Linked DNA regions of Zea mays: region 2 is linked to region 1. A link is a contact called in public Hi-C data. All regions are on one chromosome and are shown on one strand. Each heading gives the region's core, a stretch centred on a gene start, on an enhancer-like site or on the middle of the called end of the contact. The rest is flanking DNA. Distances are from core to core; before and after follow the strand shown. Region 1 holds the start of LOC100272553 (UDP-glucuronic acid decarboxylase 4). Region 2 has its middle 94 kb from the start of LOC100284013.

Region 1 (4,345 bases), core at 1,018-3,517:
TCTATCCTTTAGCCTATATATACACGATCCTTTGTACATTTGCTTCATTGTGCAATAGAATGGCTTCAGGGTCTTCTAGGGGCAAGGGTGCGGTAAATGAGAGACGAAAGGATGGAGGGAAGTTAACTCCAATGTCTTTTGATGGCCCTCTTGGTCCAGATTTTTTTGAAGAGGCGGTTTTTAACTTTCCAGTTCAAAGTAAAAAAGATTTCAACAAAGAGGTTAGACTTAGGTCCTACGATAATAGGAGAGAAGATTGGCCGAAGTGCATGCATGGCGAGGATTGCTTGGTGCAGATGTTCGTTGAGGGTGGAATTGATGGAGGCCGGCGTTTCTTCAGATGTCCTTATGCATATGTACAAATTAATTTCTAGTCCTTTTTTCTAAATACATGGTGGAACTAACTATAAACATTTATGCAGCATTCATTGGTCAAGGAGAATTGTGGGTTCACTCGTTGGGTAGATCCTCGTCCAATTTTTCCTCATGCGGAATACATATCCTACCTACAGAATAGGATATTTGATCTAGAGAGAGAAGTAAGCAACAAAAATGATGAGGAAGAAAGAGACACAAACAATGGTGGTGCTTCACAGGTGCAAGTATGCCCAGATCCATATTGTTGCTGCCCTTGTCACAACAAGAATGTTGGTCCTCCGTCGTCTCCACCGCACCCACAGCAGACACCAACAATGGGAGGATACTATGGGGAAGGCTCAACTCAATTTGGAATGTGGGAGCACTACTAGAAAACTCTTATGTATCAATTGCTTTTAGCGTGTTGGTTATCTATTTCAATTGCTTCAAGTCGCCTTCAAGAATTGCTTTAAATCTACTTTTCATCAATTATGTATTTATGTAATTTTTCATCAATTTGAAGGTAATTCATTACGAAATATCATTGTTCGACAATACATATTACCGAATAATAAGTTCATTATTACATAACTTCAAATAAAACACCAATACTACTGAGTACAACGGGGCCATTTGCCTTTGCGAAATGCATCAGGGTTCTCCTCCATTGCTTCCTTTGCACGACGTGCACGCTCAAGCTTCTTCTCCTTATCTTCCCTGCATTCAGCAACACGCCTCATTTTCTCTTCGTCTTCACGTTGTTGCTCGGCAGCAAGCTCCTCTCGTCTTTTTTTCATCCTCTCTTTGTCCTCTGCATCCCACTTTTGAAGATTCTCCAGCCACTTCTTATCTTTCTCTGATATTTCGGTGTCAATCCACTGCTCAAAATCACATAGCGGTGGAGGAGTCTACAAAATGTGCAATTATTAGTACGCAAAAAAACATTTACAAAAACATTCACAAATGTAAACATATTACAAGACTATTCTCACCATTAAATTCATCCGACGTTGAACAACAGTTGGCTCAAATGCAAAGTTAGCACACATCCAATACCTCTGTCGATAGGTGTCATGATCTTCAGACTTATCGACCTTACAAGGATCACCACAAAAACACATAGGCACTGGAACACCACTTGGCAAAGGCAGCGGGTCGAAGGCAGTTCCGGTCAAAGGACCCTTCCTAAATTTCCATAAACTCTATAACAATCAGAAATATAATAGACTCACAAAATAAGAGGCAAATCCAAAACTTACCTTTGTTTAGCATATTTACCACGCCTAGACATCTCTAGTTTAGAAGAATTGAAATGAGCACAGCAACAAGCCAGACGTAGGGTACTATTTATAGGAACGTACCTCGGCGCCATAGATCTTGGCGCCGAGGTAGGCGTCGTTGACCGGGCGCCTACCTCGGCGCCAAGATCTATGGCGCCGAGGTACGTGCCACGTCAATCCAGATCACACCGGCGTCTGACGTATAAGCGCCAATAGTATTGGCGCCGGCACACACATGCTCGGCGCCAATGATGACGGCGCCGAGCTAAGGGTCCATTTTTTGAAATGAAACTGCCAGAGGCATAAATGTGGGAAAAAAACCCGAAAAGGGCCAAATTGCAAAAAAGTTGGAGCCCGTGGGCAGTGGCCAACTGGCCACTGGCCACCCACCCCCGGCCTCCTCCGGGTCGCACACCTGTCCCGGCGGCCGCCCATGCGCACCAGATCACACTCCTGTCCAGGGAGCTCGGCCAGCCCGCCCCCACCGCGCCACAGAAAACTCGATCCCCCGCCGTCCACCCCGCATCCAAGGGCCACGACCCCGCATCTCTCCCCCGGCGAGCCACCGCTCCCCCGCCCATAAATACCTCTCTGCTCCAGCCGCTGCCGCTGCCACCCCCGCGAGACCTGTCCGAATCGCGTCCAGGTCCCTCGCTGGGAGTTTCGCCGAGGGCCCTCCCGCCTCCCCCCTAGATTCACGACGGAGATGGCGTCCGAGCTCACCTACCGCGGCGGCGGGGCGTTCACGGCCGCCAGCGCCGGCGCCGGGGGCTACTCCCCGAAGCCGTCTAAGCCGCTTGCGTGGCTGCCCCGCGCGGCCCGCTACGCCGTCGCCGAGAACCGCCCGCTCTTCGCGCTCGCCGGGATGCTCATCGCCGCCGCCGTCATCTCCATCGCCTCCCCGTCCGCCTCCTCCTCCTCCTCCGCCGCCTCGTCCTACTCCAACAACAACCCGCTCGCCCGTTTCTCCGTCGAGCCCGCCCACCACCGCGACGTGGCCACGCGGCACTTCGTCGGCGGCAAGGTGCCGCTGGGCCTCAAGAGGAAGGTGCTCCGCGTCCTCGTCACCGGCGGCGCCGGCTTCGTCGGCAGCCACCTGGTGGACCGCCTCCTGCAGCGCGGAGACAGTGTCATCGTCGTCGACAACTTCTTCACCGGCCGCAAGGACAACGTCCTGCACCACCTCGGCGACCCCAACTTCGAGATGATACGCCACGACGTCGTCGAGCCCATCCTGCTCGAGGTCGACCAGATCTACCACCTCGCCTGCCCCGCGTCCCCCGTCCACTACAAATACAACCCCATCAAAACAATCATATCCTTTCTCTACGAATTCCTTCAGTTCTGTTGCGTTCTTTTCCTTTCCTCCATGACTGATTCATGATTGATGCCTGGATCGCGATCGGTTCTATTTTTCTTCTTTTGGTGCCAAACAAAATGTTTTATATTGTTATAGGGATGGATTTGGTTTCTATTGCATTTTGGTGGGGAATTTGTTCCTTTCTCCAGGTTTATCGGTTAACACGCAATGCTTCTGGGAGGATGAGGCCCGATTCACTACTCCCTGAGATTCCGGGTCGGTCCATGAAATGGGAATATGGCACAGTAGGAGAATTTTGTCCGGAGCTCGAGATTTGCGCCACGTTTCACTCTGATTTTGGAGTTTTCTGCTCAACTGATGCAAAGCACAGCCACCAGGTCGGCCGTTTCAGATCTCTGTCTGCTAGGCTGCCCTTTGCTCAAGGGCAATCCCTCCTTTTCATTTAACGCAAAAGAAATTTCTTCTGTTTATTTGCATCTATGAAATCTGGCGTCAAATGTTCAGTTGAACTCAAATTCTCGAGATTCAACTGAAGATCTCAAATCATCGCATCATTTCCCTGTCGAAACCATTTGTATTTCTCAGAAAAAAACTTTTTTTTTATGTTTCTGAATGCTGACTTAAGTTTCCCGTGCGTTTGGAATAGAGAAAACGTACTAGCAACAGTTAAAGCCGAGATATGAACTCAATTGTTCCTTACTGTTTTACTTTGCTTCATGATCTGTTCATGGGAGCGAAAAGTAAGCGCAAGGTGTGCCTGGATCTGGGTCAGTGGTGGACTTTGCTTACTTCTGAGTTCTGACATAAAGGGCGCATTTCAATTTTCAACAACACAAAAGTTGACGTCAAGTGGCCTTTGCCCTTTCCACTTTCGAAACAACTTTGCTTACTGTTCACTTCACGTGATTTCTTTATGCTTTACTTGTTTTGCAACTGATTGGGGAGTAGCAATGTGACGAAGTCAAAAGGGTGGCTAATTCATTTAGTTTCTGCTTGTTTTGCTTTCTTGAGATGGTTTGTAGCCTTAACCTTTGTGATAGCACAAGACCAATGTGGTTGGGACTCTGAACATGCTTGGATTGGCAAAGAGGATCAATGCTAGGTTCCTCCTCACCAGTACCAGTGAGGTCTATGGTGATCCCCTCCAGCACCCGCAGGTGGAGACTTACTGGGGCAATGTCAATCCCATCGGTAATAACTCTTGTTGTTTATACTCTCTTGGTTGAACTCTTGAAATTAATTTGTTGCAGCGACAAATGATCATTCATGTTTCTTAGATCTAGCATGATGAGGTTAGCTAATTGTTAGTTGTGTCATGCATATGGCAGGGAACTGTCAGCCACCAAATAAATGATCTCTCATGCGCATTCTTTCTTTGTCATGCTTT
Region 2 (4,345 bases), core at 627-3,126, 110 kb before region 1:
CTTGTGCTCGCACAGGAAAATGGCGAGCAAAGTGTTTTCGCCATGGCTACATGATCTAAGAATGATGGTTGTGCCTACTGAACAAAGAAGAAGATACCTTCAAAAGTATCGTATTTGTGACTGTGTACCGTCGCAACGCACGGACATATATCTAGTAAACAAATTGAAGACGATAAGCTTCAAGGGACGGCACAAACCTGAGCCGAGGCCCGTCAACGCATTTGGCCGAGCACTTTGCGATGCGAGCACGGTAGTTTGCCACCCGCAACCGTGCCACGCCAGTGCGGGGTCTGCCTCGACGAGACTGGGCCAGCCAGATTCAGACGAAGAAAAAAAACGACTGGAAACTCCACTCCGTGAGGCCTTGTTCGTTTCCGTCGGATTGCACTCGGAATCGTTCCAGCTAATCAAAGTTTATATAAATTAGAGAAGGAATCCGGTCAGGAATCGTTCCGACCCACCAATCCGACAGAAACGAACAAGGCCTGAGCGGTGAGTCCGTCTGAACACGGACGGCGAAGAGACAGACAGTTAGAAAGGATAGAGCACCAGCATGAGCTGGCTGTGATGGCCAGTGCTTTGACCAAAGCAACGTGCGTGTTAGTAGCAGGGCCACGCACGCAAGTCGGATCTGGGCTGCCTGTCTGTCGTGCAACATGCGTCATGTGCTGATTGCTAATTCCTGCTGCCGTGCCGTTCGATACTTTCCAATGCATTCACGGCGAGTCGGTTTCCTTTCCTTTTCCTGTGTGTGTGACCGACTCTGGCTGGTTGTGGGTTGGTGAGTGATACGCCCCCGCGCCTCAGGGCAGATATACTGCGCACGACTTTCAGCCTGTTCAGTGCCGTTTTAATCCAAAAACATAAACATAAGTACGGTCCGATAATGTAGACCGAGTTAGCATCCCTCGAAGACGGCCTGGGCTGGACCTCAAGTTTGGCCCGTTAGGCTCCTGACATGGCTTAGGCCCGCACAGATGGACCGGGCTTAGGCCTGCACGATCCAACGAAGTCCATGTTATTTAATTTCTTTAATTTCGTAAGCTAAGGACTTTATACTGTTGTGATATTTGAACTTTACGTGGTCAAACAATGCTAGGATTGTTTGATATCTTTGATTTAGTAAGCTATGAACTTTATGTGGCTGTAATATTTTGATTTTATGTGGTCATTATATATGGATCAGGCGTGAATCGGTACGGTCCAACAAAGATACGGCGTGGTTTAGAGCCGAACAGGGCCACTGTTTTATACTTCGGGTTGGCACAATAAAGCCTAAATGCTCTTTTTTTTCTTTTTTTAGCCCGAACCCCGTTTGGCACGTTGTAGTATGTGTATACACGAGGCCCTATGGGCATGTTTGATTCAACTTTTTTCTGACCAGTTTTTTTGAGAATCTAGATGTGAAGAAAATCTGGCTGTGAGAAAAATCTAAATATCGTGGGGATTATGTGCGGGGAAGATGAAGTGATTCAAAGAGTTCAGGATATAGAAAGCGACGGTTTCCTACTATCATGATAAGTCGACTAATTTTATATTCATGTTAGTTTTGGTTTTTACCAAAAACGATTCTTATAGAAACGGGCTAAAAAGCTGGAACCGTTTAGCGGTCCGTAATAGCTTACGGTGGCCCGCAGCTGAAAAATGACCAAACAAATAGAGCCTGTATGCTGTGCCATACACGAGAGGCGGCCTAACCTTACCGCCTAATAACATGGAAGAAGCACGCACGCACGAACTTTCTCCGGCTACTGTTACAGCTGAAGCTGACAGCTCTCTTGTCCCGTCCCGGCCGGCTTCCCTTGGGCCAGTCCGTGTGGCGTGCAGGGGGAGGGGGGTGCGTGTTCACAAGTCAAAGACTGCGCTATCGGCAACCGAACAGTAGGAGCACGACGCTCACCAAACCAAACTGATGGGGACAACGACGATGGGTGGGTACTGTACTACTGTGTCCCGGCTGAAACCGAAACTGAAACGGTTGTGTGTGTGGTGGCCAGAGGCCTGGTTTGGCACCGACTACTTGGATCGATCCCCCCACGCCTGGCATGTGCCGCGGCAGGTGCTTTATTACACGCTTACTAGTACTACTGCGTGTCCGCATACATGGATTAATTAAACTAACGATGGCAGATCCGAGAAGATGTATCAACTGTCGGTGTGCTAGCGATCGAGTCGACCTGCCCCTGCTAACACTACCGCTGGCACAATACTCGTCTACAGTAGATGCTATTAACATTTATTTTTTTCCCACGTAAGGGCTTGTTCGGTTATTCCCAATACACATGGATTGGATGGGATTGGAAAAAATTGAGAAGAGATTTGACTTGTTTGGGATTCAAACCCATCCAATCCTACTCAATCCACATGGATTGAGAGCTAACCGAACAAGCCCTAAATATATTCATAACTAATTTCGTTCGTGGTATTCATTTCGTGTCATAACTAAATATCAGCCGTAGTTTTTTTCTTTCTATACGATTTTGATCATTCGCATCGTTTGACTACTTAAAAAGCGAGAATCACGTACGTGCTTGTGTGGAAGGAGGAAGTACGTACGTGCTCTTTTTTTTAGTAATAGAGAAATATAAGCAATCCTTTTTTTGGATAGTAATTAGTTGATTTATTAGCAAATCCTTTTAGGCCTACCGCCCTATTTGAAACATCTAGAGCTAATAGTTAGATACTAAAATTTACTTGTGAAATTTCAACCCCCCTAACAATCAGTTTATTAGCAAACTTTAATTGAGCTAACAATTTATTAGATGTCTAGCTATTACCTTTAGAGGTTCTAAACACATCCTAATGCTGTTTTTAGCGGTTAATTTGTAGTGCTAACAAGGGTCCACGTGGTGACACGAGATGCCCATGCCAGTCTTGTTGCCTAGATACTATGTTGCGGTTCTCCAAACACTATACACACCTAAGAAACTCGTTCATACAACCCAATATATCTAAACTAAGAACCCCTCAAGATACAACTCATTTATGTGGGTTGTATGGGTGGAATCATATCTTAGATACAAAGAACCGTGTTGTAGATAGTCCTTCGCTAAGATACGTCTCTTGTGATTGTTTGCACCTACCCCCTAGATACTTCTTAACATACATGTTATTTATGTGGGTTGTACATGCCCTGAGGGTGTCGACGTTTCGACCCCGGGGGGTCCCTGGACCGACGAGTAAATTGTCGCTGTGTGTCTCAGTCCAAATGGGTCGGCGCGAGACGGAACACAAGGGGGAAACAATAAGGGGAATCGCGGCCTCGTGTTGTCCTGCGCCCAGGGCGGATGCGCTTGCAGTAGAGGTTACAAGCGTTTGCGAGGGAGAGAGAGGGAGCCTGTGCGTCAGCCCGTCCTCCCGCGCGGCCACCTTCTCGTACGAGGGCCCTGGACCTTCCTTTTATAGATGTAAGGAGAAGGCCCAGGTGTACAATGGGGGGTGTAGCAATGTGCTAACGTGTCTAGCAGAGGGAAGCCAGAGTCCTATGTACATGTCGACGTGGCTGTTGGAGAGGTGTTGCTGTCCTGTTCATGTGATGTCGCGGCCGTCGGAGGAGTGCTTGAGCCCTGTGGAAGCACAGCTGTCGGGGCCAACGGATCCTTGTTGACGTCGCCTTGCTTCCGTAAGGGGCTGAGAACCGCCGTCGTCATGGAGCACGCGGGGTGCCATCATTACTTGTTTTACCGGGGCGAGCCAGATGGGACGCCGGTCTTGTTTCCCGTAGCCTGAGCTAGCTAGAGGTAGGGTAATGATGGCCCCCCCTGTGACATGGTCGGTCCGAGCCCGAGGTCGGGCGAGGCGGTGACTCCTCCGAGGTCGAGGCTGAGTCCGAGCCCTGGGGTCGGGCGAGGCGGAGACCGTCTTCCGAAGTCGAGGTTGAGTTCGAGCCTTGGGGTCGGGCGAGGCGGAGACCATCTTCCGAAGTCAAGGTGGAGTCCGAGCCCTAGGGTCGGGCGAGGCGGAGATCGTCTTCCGAAGTCTAGGTTGAGTCCGAGCCCTGGGGTCGGGCGAGGCGGAGACCGTCTTCCGAAGTCGAGGTTGAGTCCGAGCCCTGGGGTCGGGCGAGGCAGAGCTTCCTATGGCGCCCGAGGCTGGACTTGGCTGCTGTCAGCCTCACCCTGGCGGGTGGCACAGTAGTCGGAGCAGGGCAGGCGACGCTGTTTTCCTGTCAGGTCGGTCAGTGGAGCGGCGAAGTGACTGCGGTCACTTCGGCCCTGCCGACTGAGGAGCGCGCGTCAGGATAAGGTGTCAGACGATCCTTGCATTGAATGCTCCTACGATACGGTCGGTTGGCATGGCGATCTAGCCAAGGTTGCTTCTCCGTGAAGCCTGCCCGAGCTGGGCC

Evidence for each region. Hi-C and Micro-C count contacts between places; a contact is called where the count stands out from the background.
Region 2: a contact with region 1 is called in a Hi-C map of bundle sheath, with 3 times the contacts expected there. The contact joins the enhancer-like site here to the promoter of LOC100272553 in region 1. A contact is called at or near these places in 4 of 25 Hi-C or Micro-C datasets (bundle sheath, ear, endosperm and 1 more).

The regions. Positions count from the first base shown.
Region 1 is chr8:88,849,612-88,853,956 of Zm-B73-REFERENCE-NAM-5.0, reverse strand. It overlaps LOC100272553 (UDP-glucuronic acid decarboxylase 4), which reads left to right and starts at 2,267. Exons shown (of 6, transcript NM_001147020.2): 1 at 2,267-2,952; 2 at 4,002-4,149. The coding sequence starts at 2,344. LOC103635520 reads right to left here and starts at 1,923. Exons shown (of 3, transcript XM_008657951.4): 1 at 1,617-1,923; 2 at 1,350-1,542; 3 at 889-1,265. The coding sequence starts at 1,729. The coding sequence ends at 969. LOC109941586 (a long non-coding RNA gene) reads left to right here. Exons shown (of 3, transcript XR_002264244.3): 2 at 1-356; 3 at 423-758.
Region 2 is chr8:88,954,887-88,959,231 of Zm-B73-REFERENCE-NAM-5.0, reverse strand. No RefSeq gene overlaps it. Among protein-coding and RNA genes, the nearest start is that of LOC100284013, 94 kb to the left of the region's middle. Within about 2 kb of position 1,876, at least 19 of the 20 cell types and tissues checked have an H3K27ac peak or open chromatin away from gene starts, as enhancers often do. A contact at or near this core is called in bundle sheath, ear, endosperm and 1 more, where this site is marked.